2 separate regions of the Mus musculus genome follow, and region 1 is linked to region 2. The links are chromatin contacts, called in public HiChIP or PLAC-seq maps. All regions are on one chromosome and are shown on one strand. The core of a region is the stretch at or near the end of the contact, and the rest is flanking DNA. Distances in the headings are between cores, read along the strand shown.

Region 1 (6,970 bases), core at 3,285-5,784, 79 kb after region 2:
GTTGCAGGTAGGACTGAAGAGAACAAGTTCCATATTGCATTGTCTTTCATGGACTGCAAGCTTGATGCTAAACCTTTTTGAATGAGAGAGGCTGTCCCTAGACTGTCACGAGTTAAGGTCTAGCTGTTTACAATAGGCTTATTGAAATTAAAGGGTATTTTTGGTCTTTAAGTCACTACACTTATAGTATGTTACTGGGGTTAGAGAGATGGCTTGTAAGTTACAGGTGGGCACTAGTATTGTGTGCAACCAAGTTTGGCTCCTAGGTGTTATGTTGGGCAACTCACAATTACCTATAACTCCAGGTTACCACGTCCTCTTCTGACATCCATGGATAACTGCACTCATGTGTACTCTTCTCTATATACATCATCTAAAATGAAATCTTAAAAAAAATAAAAATATTAGTATAAAAACTTTTTTTCCAAGAATATAGTTTATTCTCTAGGGAATAAGCTTTAATCCCACCTTTGGAATTTTGTCTGTATTTCATAGAAACTATATCATTTGTGGTTGCACGTTTAAAGGAAAGGTTGAGGACAAATATATCCTGAGCAGTTATAAAGTAGCAGACAGTGTTAGGAGCGGTGGGAAACTGTCAAGGCCACTGCCACAGGCTAAATCATGTACTGGGATGGTGCTGACATGATATAGCATGTTTGCCTTGTCCTGGAAAGCCACCAAGAAGTGACTTATTCAACTCAGCCTCCAGGGGAAAAATGAGAAGGCTGGGGTGTCTCTTCTCCTTAGCCCTGGGGTTGTACCTTGAGGGGTGAATAGGGGGTTGGAGTCATTCTTCTGGAGGGCCCAGGGACCCCTTCTTATAGAAGTGGGGCCTGAGAAGGGCGAGGCTGGGTGAGTCTGCTCCAGGCTGCACCTTCTGCTCCTGAGCCAACCCCCATCCCCACCATGCACATGCAAAGGATTTTATTTCCATGATAGTGTGGAGATTCTTTTTTTTAAAATGGTTTTAGAGCTTTATTGTAGAAAGGCAGGGAGAAAGGAGAGAAGGTAGCAAGAGAGAGACTGGCCGTGTGGAGAGAGGGGGGAAGGGAAAGAGAGAAAGAGGGCTAGACATTGGAAATGTAATTGAGGAAAATACGTAATAAAAAAAAAAAAAGAAAGAGGGCTAGAGAGTAAGAAAAGCGAGGACTAAAAAGGCTAGTTTGGATATTCTTTACCTAATCTTGATACATGTACTCTATCCAAAGGCTTGGCTATTTTTCTTTCCATGATATTTTCAAACGTGGCACGTTATCATTTCCTCGTGGCATTACCTTCAATTTTTCCATTGTTCTCAGAACCAGGAAGTCATTCTTCACGCAGTCTGAGTTGAGGCTTTTCTCACAGCTGCTCACCTTGGAATCAACAATTGGCTTGTGGCTGAAACTGAATAGCTGTCAAGAACTTGAGAGAGGAAGGGTTGCCCCGTGCTTCACAGTCGGAGGAGACAGGGTCTACCTCAAGTGACGGCATGATGACAGGTGTCCTAAAGCTGGCAGGAGTCCAGCTGGCCCCCTCATCTGCCCACAGCCTGGTAAGAACAGAAAGCAGAGAGCAGGTGAAGTGGAGTTAGGTTGTAAGATCCACAGAAGTCCATGCACACAGACCCACTCCACTTCCTGCACTGAGGCTCCAACTCCCAAAAGTTCCACAGCCTTATAAAACAGTGTCACCGGCTTGGCCAGACAGTTCAAACACAATGGTGGACAGTCCACATTCAAACAATTCTATTCTGAAAGATTGCTGTCGCTCACTAGTGCCTGTTTCGAAGTTTCCCCCACCCCTCTGTAGGCTGGAGGGCCACAGATGAGTCTGACTAAGAAGTGTGGAGTGACCTCCACGCTTCTCTATAAGAAAATATGATTTGTATCTTTCCTCTCCCACAGACACATCCTAACTGGAATCTGCCTTGTTCCTTTGAAAGGTGATAAAAAGAGGTACGAATTGAATGTTAAGGTTGCTTTACTCAGAGATCCAGAGATAAGAGAAGACAGTGAATTTACATCATGAAAATCTGTCATACCTCCCATCTCCAGCCAGCAGATTACACAGGTACAAGGGGCAAGGCAGGGGAACAGGGTCTGTAGCTCAGTTTTAGTCTTCTGATCAGGTGGTCAGCTGTGTCTTTAAGACACGTGTTGTCTGCACTTTTATATTTTCTCCATCTCTGTCTCCCTCCCTCCCTCCCTCCCTCCCTCCCTCCCTCCCTCCCTCCCTCCCTCCCTCCCTTCCTCTCCCTCTCCCTTCCCCTCCCCCCCCCCCCCCCCGTCTGTATACATATGCCATGGTAGACATGTGTATGTCAGAGAACAGCCTTCAGCGTCAGGCCTTGCCTTCCTCCCCATTTGTGACAGTGCCTCTTTGTTGTACACCAGGCTAGCTGGCTCACACACACCTGCTTGTCCCCTATTTTGCAGTAGCAAACTGGGATTACAAATGCATGCTACTGCATCCGACTTTACAAGGGTTCTGGGGACCTGAACTCTGGTCCTTGGGCTTGCATGGCAAGCACATTACCCATGGAGCATCTCCCCAGCCCTGTCTGTGCCTTTCTCATTCTCATTACTTACTTACAGCATTAATTCTGGGTCAGGTTAGTATCTGCCGTGCACTCACCAGGTCCTCTGGGCTGGAGGAGCTCACTCTGAAGCCATTAGCGCCAAGCACACGCTAAGACATTAACAATGCCTGTATGGACTCTTTTCTTCAGTATGGACTGTAAGTCTGTCTTTGTAACATGAAAGCATGACTATCTGTACCTTCTGTCCCCTCTTCCTGTGAGGAGTGGAGCCCAGGAGAGGGATGATTTCAGGTCTGAGCATTGCGACAAAGAGGCCAAGTTGTGAGAAAAATTTCAAGGCTTGCTAAGAGCAGGAATTTAGAACGACACTTTTAAAGATGTTTCTATTCTATCAGTATACATATAATGAAGGTCTGTGAGACAGAGGGGACTGACCATGGAGCCACCAAACCCAAGAGTTCTGAAATAAATGTATTAATACTTTAGGTGTGAGCCTTGAAGGCAGGACAAGCCACTGAGCTCCTGGGGTGAATCTCTGTGGGCTGACAGCATGAGAGGTGCATTCCATGGAAGAAGAACCAAAAGTGATCGCAGAGTGTCCTCAAGATGGCTGGAATTTCATGGGCAAGCGTGGGAAAGCATGAAAACACTCTGTCTGCGTTAACACTACATGGCATTTATATTGTTTTTTAGAGCACAATGGAAGAATAGATGGTCAGACACCCTGCCACACCTTGGATATACTGCTTCTGTTGGCACTTCAAGACTATAAGCTTGACACACAAGAAGCCTTTTAGGGAAGAGAACTGACGTGTATGCTCATGTTGAAAGCAACCCTGTGGTATGTTGTCACTAATCTTTTTTTTTTTTTAAAGATTTATTTATTTATTATATGTAAGTACACTGTTGCTGTCTTCAGACACACCAGAAGAGGGCATCAGATCTCATTACAGGTGGTTGTGAGCCACCATGTGGTTGCTGGGATTTGAACTTCGGACCTTCGGAAGAGCAGTCGAGTGCTCTTACCCACTGAGCCATCTCACCAGCCCGTCACTAATCTTAAAACAGTGTTAAATGAAGGAGGTCGGATCCACATTATGCTTAGAGCAGCCTGAGTAGAAGCTTGGTAGCTGTTGGGTTTCAGACCCAGGACAAGGGACTGAGGTGCATAGTTGTTGACATATTAAAACAGACCTGGCCTCCTGGCTATCCCAGCATCCCTCAGTCCCCACCTTGCATACTCTGCCTCAACAATGAACTTTCCAGTCTAACGGCTGGGCTCTCCTTCTCTCAGAGGCTCTTCCCTATATAATCCAGACATTTTAGTCTCTTCCTCCCCCCTCGCGCATTCATGCACACAGCCCTTTTTTCCTGCCCCCTTCCTTCCCCATGGGGACTTCCCTGGTTTCCCTCCTTGGGGTCAGTGAATTCCCCTGCTTGAGAGCAGCTTCCCAATAAACCTGCCCTTAATCTAATCTAATCTGGGTTGAAATGGCTCATTCTACTGATGGAGAAATAACCTACTACGAGCCACACTCACTGGGGCTGATTTCTGGCCTCTGCTAACTCATATCCTGGGCCATTCTAGATGTCTAAATAATGAGCTTATTCTTCTATTTCTCAACATCAGTTGAGAGTTAGGCTTTTGTTGTTGTTTTGGTTTTTTGTTTTTGTTTGTTTTTTGGTTTTTTTTGCTTGTTTTTTTTTTATTTTTTTTATTAGGTATTTTCCTCGTTTACATTTTCAATGCTATCCCAAAGGTCCCCCATACCCACCCACCCCCCAATCCCCTACCCACCACTGCCCCTTTTTGGCCCTGGCGTTCCCCTGTACTGGGGCATATAAAGTTTGCAAGTCCAATGGGCCTCTCTTTTTTTATTTTTTGCTTGTTTTTTAAGTCTCTGTTCAATCCATGGGATTATAGCCATTCTAGGGACTAAACACAGAGAAGTCGGTGAAGAACAAACGGCTGCTGCCGGTGCAGTGGGGCAATATTTGAACAACGCCACAGTAATGTGACACAGAGGTCACTGCTCTTAGCTCTGCAACGTTCCACGCCCAGCCCAGGGGTTCATAATAGACATTGGAATGTACAAGTCCACTCCCTGCAAACATTCCTACCAATCTAACACCTTGATTGCCAGCAGCCTCTCCCACAACCACAGCCACAGCCAGAGCCACAGCCGCAAACCTTTCTCTCACTTCTGCCTTCCAAATCCTGAATGCATGTTGGGACAGAATTTAAGACTCCCCGCCACCCCCAACAAAAACAACAACAAAAACAAAAACGAAACCCCATAAAAGAAAGTGTTTTGGAGAATGCAGTCCAGGTTAGTTTCTTATCCACATTGAAGGGGTGGGGACTTCCAAAGCCAAACGATTGGTTGCACATAGTATATGCTTGTGTCTTGGCACTTTCCTCACTGCAGAACATAGATAGGTTCATATCTGGCCAAGTCAACCGTCAGGGTGTGCCTTACTGTGACTCTGCAGAGACATTTGGCTCTGTGGAACCTCCCTGTTCCCCATGCTACCACCTATCAGGAGTAGTATTTCATTTGTTCTTAGTAATCCTGTCATAGCTGCCATGTGCCACATTTGCTTAGATCTTCTTGCTGACCCTTCTAGATGTTAACACCATCTCTGTCAGGCCGCTCTTCTGAGGGCAGAGTAGAAAACACCGTTCCGAGTTAGGGCTCTCGGCACCCCCAGACTTTCTGCTGCGGCTGCAGAAGACTGGTGATTCTCTGAATCCATTTCTGGTCCTTGATGGTGAGGTAAGGGGAGGAGGGAGCCTGGACTTCTGACTGCTTCACAGCACAGTCCTGGTCCTGATTTCAACTTGAGCTTCACCTCATCTTACTATGGACACTCCCGTGGGTATAACGTGGCCTGGGGCCTCTAGACAGCAAATTGGTTCTGCATAGTACCTGCTAGTGGACACTGATATATTGTTGCTGGCTTAATTAGTCCTACTCCATCTTCTCTACTAAATTTATTTAGACATTTCTCTTTGACTACTATCACTTTTTAAGTAAAAAATAACTTTCTAAGTAAGCATATGAGGTGATGGACTTTAATTATGCCATGTTTACATCCATGCATCATTATATTTATGCTCTAATTATCCTCTTCCCCTCCAGTCATACACACACACACACAAACACACACACACACACACACACACCCCTTTCTCCCTCTAGCAGGTTCCTTCCCTTCCCCTAGACATCCCCACTTTTGCTTCGTGCCACATACACTCAGTTGTCTTCCCTGTATGTTTGAAATCCCCTAACATCTCTACTTTCCCTCGCCTGGCCCCCTTCCTAGTTCCATGGTCCACCCTCACACAGAACACACAGATAAGTTTAAATCTTGGCTGCATATGTAAGAGGAAAGTGCATGTAATATTTGTCTTTATGGCTTATTTTGCTTAACATAATGATTTTCAGGTCCATTGACTTTCCTGAAAATGTCATGTTTTCTTTTTTTACCACTGGGGTGGGGTGGGGGTGGGGGACGGGAATCCTATTGTATATAGCCAAACTTATGTAAATTTACATATTAAATTTTATCTGTTCTTCCTATATATCATTTTCTTTTCACTCTCTCCCCGCCCTGTTGCTATGGGATTTGAGGAGACAGAAGTAGAAGCGCATCATCTATGATACCTGATGGGAGTCTGTGCCCGTTCTCTTTTACCTTGTATTTTCTCAGCAAGGCTTAGCTTATTTTTCCTGAAAATTGAAAAGAATTAGAAATGCCTTCATATGCTTTTGCAAATAAAGTAAATGAAGTTCAGTAGGATTAAATAAGTATGGCCAGGCATGGAGGCCCAAGTCTATAATCTTAATACTCAGGAAGCAGAGACTTGAATATTGCAAAATACGCAGAGCTAGGGAGCTAGTTCTGGGTCAGTTTACGGCTCTATATCTGTATCTGAATCTGTATCTAGATCTCTCTATCATCTGTCTGTCTGTCCGTCCATCTATCCATCCATGTAGCCATCGATAAAGAAAAGAATTAAAGGATGAATAAAGTATCCAAGATCAAATAGTGAGTCATAGGATCAGGGCTGCAGGCTTCCCTCATAGATTCACTCCATTGCTCCACCCCCTGTAAGAATGACATCTGCTGTGGTCCTGGAGGTAAACTGAAAATACCAAATTATGAGGAAAGGTTCTGAGGGGATCTAATCTAGGCTTCAAGTGAACTTCCCCATGAGGTGCGCTGGCTATGTGCTTCAGGTGATCTGGGCTCTGGGTTCACAAGTGTGTTCGCTTTCTGAAAATTCTGTTTTGGAACTCCTTTGATGAAGGGGCAGCTCTTGGAAAAGGGCTTGAAAAGGTACTGAGTGGGTGGCTCTTCCAGCAATGTTATGGGGAAATCCAATCTGCAATGAGATTTGTGTCTAGAAGATACTGTGGAAGAAAACACAGAGCCCAGGCC
Region 2 (6,338 bases), core at 2,250-4,749:
ACACTTTTTAAAAAAGTCTCAAAACTGAGTGATTAAGAGTAGTGGATGTTCAGCCCTTTTAGGTTCTATCTAGTACATTTTAGCAAAATGCTTTTCATTCCTTTGTCTTGTTGAGGTTCTCACAATAACACAGTAAGGTGGGTTTTAATGTTAGTTCTTTCAGAATAGGAACTGTCTCCATATTAGTTTACCATTAAATCCTTAGGTAGCAGTTTAGTGCCTGGCACTTAGTATAGGATCAAGAAATACCAACTGGATGAAGAATCAGTGACTAATTCACATTTCTGTGACTTGTGGAAGCCTAAGAGCTGGCACCCAAGCTCATACTGGCATCGGGCCAGGTATGATTCCCGATACTCCAAGTTAGCTTCCTACCACGTGCTGTATGGTGAAATAATGACTCTGACGAGAACTGCTAACAAGCAGAGAGATGAACTCATGTTTAGCATTTTCTGTAATGATCAGAAACAATCTTGAGAACACCAAATTGATAATTTTACTTTTTTTGTCTTCGGTAAATATCAAAATGAGTAGACAGCTTAACTCCTTATTGTGTAGCTGATATGTTTTATACAGTGACAGTCTGAGAATGGGTTCACTGGTAATACGGGTGGCTGCCTGGAAGGTGAGATAAGCTGGCAATCCATCCCACTGTCAATATCCTATCTAGCATACTTCCCGTGGATAGACATAAAATACAATAAAAGTACACTCTACTAGCTCATTAGCTCGCTCTCTCGCTCTCTCTCTCTCTCTCTCTCTCTCCCCCTCCCCGCGCCCCAGCCATACCCAGGCATGCACACAGCTGGATGGTGTTGTTTGTGGGGATAGAATCTGGGGCCCCAAGTTTCCTTATGCAGAGCATGTGCTCTATCCCGGAGCTACATCCCTGACCCTGGTAACACCTTTAAAGTGGCTTTTCCTTTACCCTGACACTCCCCATTCTCCACCAATTCTTTAGTGCCCAAATATATTTTACTTAAATCTTTATCTCAGTCTGAAGTGATTCAGGCAACTGAAGTCAGCTTCTGTTGTTTCCAACAAAAAATTCTGTGTATATACCTGTTTTCTTTCCCCATGTCTCCATTAATGAGGTACCATTTGCTGCTTATGGGCCTGTAGGCACATAGCAATTCTCTGCTTTAGTTTTCCACATGTAAAATGGGAACAATAAAAGACCCAACCTAGATCAATATGAGATTAATTTGGCCAATATGTGTAAAACATGCAAGACTTTAGCCAACTCATAGCATGGTGGCTTTTATTTCTTCAGTTATTGGTTTTTAGATCAGCTACCAGTTTTAAGGGAAGCTTTTCCTAACTCCCCCCATCAAATGCCCCATTCCTGGGCTCACTTCTGTCTTCCTTTCATAACACTACTTAAATGTTTTTATATCCAGTCATTTATCTTTTCTCTAAACTAGATCTTAATTAAACACATGTTCATTCTATTGTTTTACTTCAAAAGAGCAATCATTGTGGGCTAGAAACACAGTCCAGTGGCAGAGCACATGTGGCCGTAGGTTCAAATCCCACCACTGCAAAAATGAAAAAAAAAAAAAAAACAGGGCTGGCAAGATGATGGGGAGGGCAAGTGGCTTGCTACCCAGCCTGGTGACCTGAATCTGACCCTAGATCCCACATGGTGGAAGGAGGCAGCTGCCTCACACAAGCTGTGCTCTGACTTCCATGCAATGCTGTGGTCCGTGTGTGCCTCCTGTGCCAAAATCAGAATTGAAACAAATAAAACAACAACAACAGCAAAACCCAACCAAATTAATTTTATAAAAAGGAATGGCCAAACATTAAGATATCACTCACAGATTTTACTGAGGTATAATTGGCATAAAATAAGATATTCACATTTCTTTAAAATGTTAGCAGTTTCATACAAACACACACACAGTGCATTCTAATCTAGTTCTAATTCTGATCTAACCTAATTCTAAGTGCTGTATGTGTAGGATGTATTGTGATCACGCTCTCCATTGCCCTCTGGTTCTTCTCCTTCCCACTGACCCCTTTTCTTCCTCACTAATCTCCTACTTTTGTGTCATTTTCTATTTGACTCCCTGAATTCAGTGAGGGTTGCTTACCTGTGCATGGATGAGGGGTTATCTACTGGCGCACAGACAATTTACTAGGGACTCTTATCACGAGACAAGTATGATATCCTCTCCCCTGGCAACCATAAAGTTCCTCATGAGCGCCTCCCTTATCCACTACAAAGTTCTGAAGAGCCCAGTCTCGGTGGGGATCCACAGCTCCTGTGTGTTCACAAGTGCAATGACCATGTCATATTCATTTCATAGCAACCCAGCCTTAGCTCTTCTCTTTCTCTTCTGTAATGCTCACTGGGCCCTGTAATGCTCACTGGGCCCTGGAGGGGACGGTATCGATGTTTTTTTTTTTTTTTTTTAAGATTTATTTATTTATTTATTATATGTAAGTACACTGTAGCTGTCCTCAGACACTCCAGAAGAGGGAGTCAGATCTCCTTACGGATGGTTGTGAGCCACCATGTGGTTGCTGGGATTTGAACTCCTGACCTTCGGAAGAGCAGTTGGGTGCTCTTACCCACTGAGCCATCTCACCAGATGTTTTATTTAACTGAGCATTCACGGTGGTAACTTTCTCAGCCCGTTGACCAGTGAGGAATCTCTGCTCTGACCCTTGTGAAAAGAAGTTTCTCTGGCCAAGGCTGAGACCAGCCCTACTCTGAGTAACTACTCGTGTTTAAAGCACAAAATTTTATAAGCTTTGACATACGTAGAGATGAGCAGAAATATCACCACAATAAAGTAAAGCTTTATATAATCTTATTTTCTACAGCTCTCAAAGCCTCTGAGAGATTTTTTTTTCCTCTTGTTGGAGTATTTCTTCCAGGCATGCTTTCAAGGGTGTGTGTGTGTGTGTGTGTGGGTGGGTGGGTGTGGTGTGGTGTGGTGTGGAGGGTGTTGTGATATCCTGCATAACTTTGGAGGAGGATCTTTATTTCAGTCACATACTGCATATAGGAATATAACCAGCAAGAGGAAATATATGGCTAGGAAGCAGAGTCTCTTCATACCATGGAAACGAGACATATTGCTCAAACTAGTGTGGAAGGAAGCTCTACTGTTGCTACCTGTTGTATGCCGGCCTGCAGGGTATACCTGGGAGGCAGGCTGGAGCTGAAAGAGACTTAGAGGGCGAGAGGTGAATGGAGACCAAGGCACGATTCTGTTCAAGCCCCGCCAGTTTACTAAGAGAGTGTGCTTATAAGGGGGACGGCCCATCCCCTTCCAGCCCATTCTTGGTGTCTGGAGCCAGCCTGTGGGCGACCTGCAGGATAGAAAGTTCCTCTGGAATATCTGGGGGCTTCTCAGCAGGTAGCAGTGTCTTGGAGAGAGCAGTGGCAGGTGACAGGACAAAAGAGCCAGCTAGGTCGGAAGGCTCCACCCTAGGTAATCTCCTTCTTAGTGGTAGCAAGGTCAAAGTCTGGATCAGCCTGCTTCAGGGCTGAGGGAGGCTACAGCCACCCAAGCACCTGCAGTTTAGAAAGGCTGTTAGTAACAGCTCTCCCTGTGTTGGAAGCGGAGAGTTCCCTGTTGTATAAAACTTTACAAGGAAGGTTCTGTTTGTTCTCTGAAAGGATTACTTCATGATACTTCACCACAGTTTTACCTTCTATCTTTACAGGACAACTTGATTAACCCCCTTCCCACAGCTAGACTGTAAACAATGCAGAACCATGCTATTCTTGCTTATTATTCTAACAGTACATTAGTGCCCCACACTTGCTCATGAAGGCTGATTGTGTTTAGAATGAAGCAAGACTAGAAACATCTTTGAGATAATGTCTTAAAGGCCTTCACTACTGTGATGGTCTGTATATGTTTGGTCCAGTGAATGGCACTATTAAGTGTGGCCTTGTTGGAGAAGGGTGTATCACTGTGGGCGTGGGCTTTAATACCCTCATCATAGCTGCCTGGAAGCTAATCTTCTCCAGATGAAGATGTAGAACTCTCAGCTCCTCCTGCACCATATCTGCTTGGATGCTGCCATGCTCCTGTCTTGATGATAATGGACTGAATCTCTGAACCTGTAAGCCAGCCCCAATTAAATGTTGTCCTTATAAGAGTTGTCTTGGCCATGGTGTCTGTTTACAGCAGTAAAACCCTAACTAAGACAACTACCAATTGAAATCGTTTATACTACACTTGGTAAAGCTTCACAGTCCTACAGGGACACAACTGGAGGAGAACTTTAGGACCTGTGCCATTAGCCAACAGCCATGCTGGACGCACTGAGGGGGAACCAATGTCAGAGCCAGAGCTAGATCCACAAGGATCCACAAGGATCCTGAGTCAGAGGAGCAGGAGTTCTAACTGTCAAGCCCGGATGACGGGGATAATGTGCAATAAGCAGAAACAGTGGCTTTCGACAGGCAGGCAGATGGCCAGGATGAGACATGTGTCATGAGTTCATTTCAAATGGCTTTGGTTTGAGGTGCTTCGGGATGTTCACTGCAGGATGAACTGGAAATGTGGCTGGAGTTGAGGATGTACAGCCAAGTGGGAGGCGAGGCGCAGACTCAAGCAGGCTTGCCAGCTCTGCTCCCTGGCTGTCTAGCTCACCACACACTCTGCATAGCTCAAAAACTATAAGGTTTATTTTGGGGGGAAAAAAGGAGGATGAGAAGAAGAAGAAATAAATATACTAATATCTATCAAGATTCAGTGAACTATAACAGATTTAAATTTCAGTGTTCAAAAGCAGTTTTGCTGGAGTGGAACAATGGTCATCTCTTCCCAATTGGTCTGACTTCATTCCCGCCCCCCCCCCCAAGGATTTTAAAAACTGCATCAGAAGTCGCATGACTTGTGAAGATGTTAACCGTCTGGCCCTTTACGGATATGGCTCACTCTCGTGCATTTATTGCTGAGGCAGCAAAGGCTGCTCTGCTTTCTAAGGCGACTTCCCCAGTAAGGAAGACGGAAAATGGCAGCTGTTATAGAAAACAGTCGCCATCTGTCTTCCCTCCTTATACAGAGCCTTTCAAGTGTTTTGATAAGACATCAATCAAGTTGTCTTAAAATCTGTATTCAAAATTTTACATCTTATTAAAAAAAAATGTGTTGGGAGCAGTGAGATGGCTCAGTTGGTAAAGTGTTTATCGTGTAAGCCTAGTGACCCCAGGTTACTCCCCAGGACACCCATAAACGTGGAAGGAGAAAACTCACTTCACAGACTTGTCCTCTGATATGTATGCCACAGCAAAAGCTTCAGCCTCACACAATCACACACACACACACACACACACACACACACACACACACACACACACCCAACACAGCATGGCACAAACTTCCCACCGCAAACTAATCTTAATAATTTATAATAATATATACATTTGTTACAATGTTTTACTAAAAACTCTCTAAGTACTTCAGGCAAGCCCAAATTATTTGCCTTTTAAAGAAGACTAAAACTCTAGGCCTATAATAAAAACTAGAGTGCATCCTTAGGTCAGACCAAGCCTTACAGGCTATGCTGACACGAGTAAGATTAGCTGTGCTCTGTTCAGCCAAAAGGGGGAGCCATGTCGCCTCTGAGGACCAGCGTTCAGTTTGACAGTCAGCCAGAAACAGATTCTTCCCAACAAGAAAGGCTTCTTGGTGTATTAAAAGGTTGCATACGAGGAACGGCAGTACGGCTGAGGCTATGGATGGTGGCCATTACACCAGGAAAGCCTTGGGCTAGAGGAGCACCAGAGAGGCAGGACACTTGACCTGGCTGCGCAGGGCCCAGAGCTGCAGGTCTAATTAAGGCCTTTGATACATTGTGAATTGAGGTTTTGTACAGGTCGAAAGCTTAGTTCTGTTACAAGCACTGGAACTCCGTGCAGTGTTACCAGAAGCATGTGTTGAGGATGCTGTCCTTTTTCTTACTGCGTGTTTTTGACACCTCTGTTAAAGATTAGGCTGCTGTAGCGAGGCAGCTGGTGGATACAGACTGCTATTCTCAACGGGGTTCTTTTGCATTCCTGCCTCTTTTGTGATTGAAACGAAGTAGGTTTGAAATCCAATCCAGGCAAAGACTGTGTGCTAGCTACAGCTCTAAGAAGTATTCCCTGTCAGTGTTCTAGAAGGCATCAGGGTTGTCCCCAGCAGAGAATTAGAGGATTACCATGCGATGACCTCCAGAGCAGCATGTCTCTGAAGTGTTCTGTATGGACTTCTGTCTGCAGGCTGGAAACGGCCACAGCAGTTGCTGACTGCAGTGTGTAGCATCTTGGAGACCTAGACAGGGTTGAGTTCCCTCTGCCAGCAGTAGTTTAGGAAGATCTCTTCCCT

What was found. HiChIP or PLAC-seq counts read pairs in DNA pulled down with a chosen protein or histone mark.
Region 1: an H3K4me3 HiChIP or PLAC-seq map of intestinal villus epithelium shows a contact between it and region 2, with 6 read pairs. The contact joins two enhancer-like sites. A contact is called at or near these places in 7 of 39 promoter capture datasets (the 3T3-L1 cell line, 3T3-L1-derived adipocytes, the C10 cell line and 3 more), 11 of 15 datasets of contacts at CTCF or cohesin (CD8 T cells, the G1E-ER4 cell line, the NIH/3T3 cell line and 6 more), 286 of 484 Hi-C or Micro-C datasets (3T3-L1-derived adipocytes, the 63-12 cell line, the AML12 cell line and 150 more), 40 of 115 datasets of contacts at active chromatin or transcription factors (CD4 single positive thymocytes, CD8 T cells, PVALB interneurons and 27 more) and 5 of 9 other capture datasets (embryonic stem cells, embryonic tail, liver and 2 more).

Annotation. Positions count from the first base shown.
Region 1 is chr3:127,925,502-127,932,471 of GRCm38.p6, forward strand. It overlaps 9830132P13Rik (RIKEN cDNA 9830132P13 gene), which reads left to right. Exons shown (of 5, transcript NR_040552.1): 2 at 1,928-2,055; 3 at 3,218-3,365. Among named protein-coding and RNA genes, the nearest start is that of 9830132P13Rik, 13 kb to the left of the region's middle. Within about 2 kb of position 4,535, at least 83 of the 459 cell types and tissues checked have an H3K27ac peak or open chromatin away from gene starts, as enhancers often do. A contact at or near this core is called in intestinal crypt epithelium and intestinal villus epithelium, where this site is marked.
Region 2 is chr3:127,847,947-127,854,284 of GRCm38.p6, forward strand. No RefSeq gene overlaps it. Among named protein-coding and RNA genes, the nearest start is that of Gm35585, 10 kb to the right of the region's middle. Within about 2 kb of position 3,500, at least 20 of the 459 cell types and tissues checked have an H3K27ac peak or open chromatin away from gene starts, as enhancers often do. A contact at or near this core is called in intestinal crypt epithelium and intestinal villus epithelium, where this site is marked.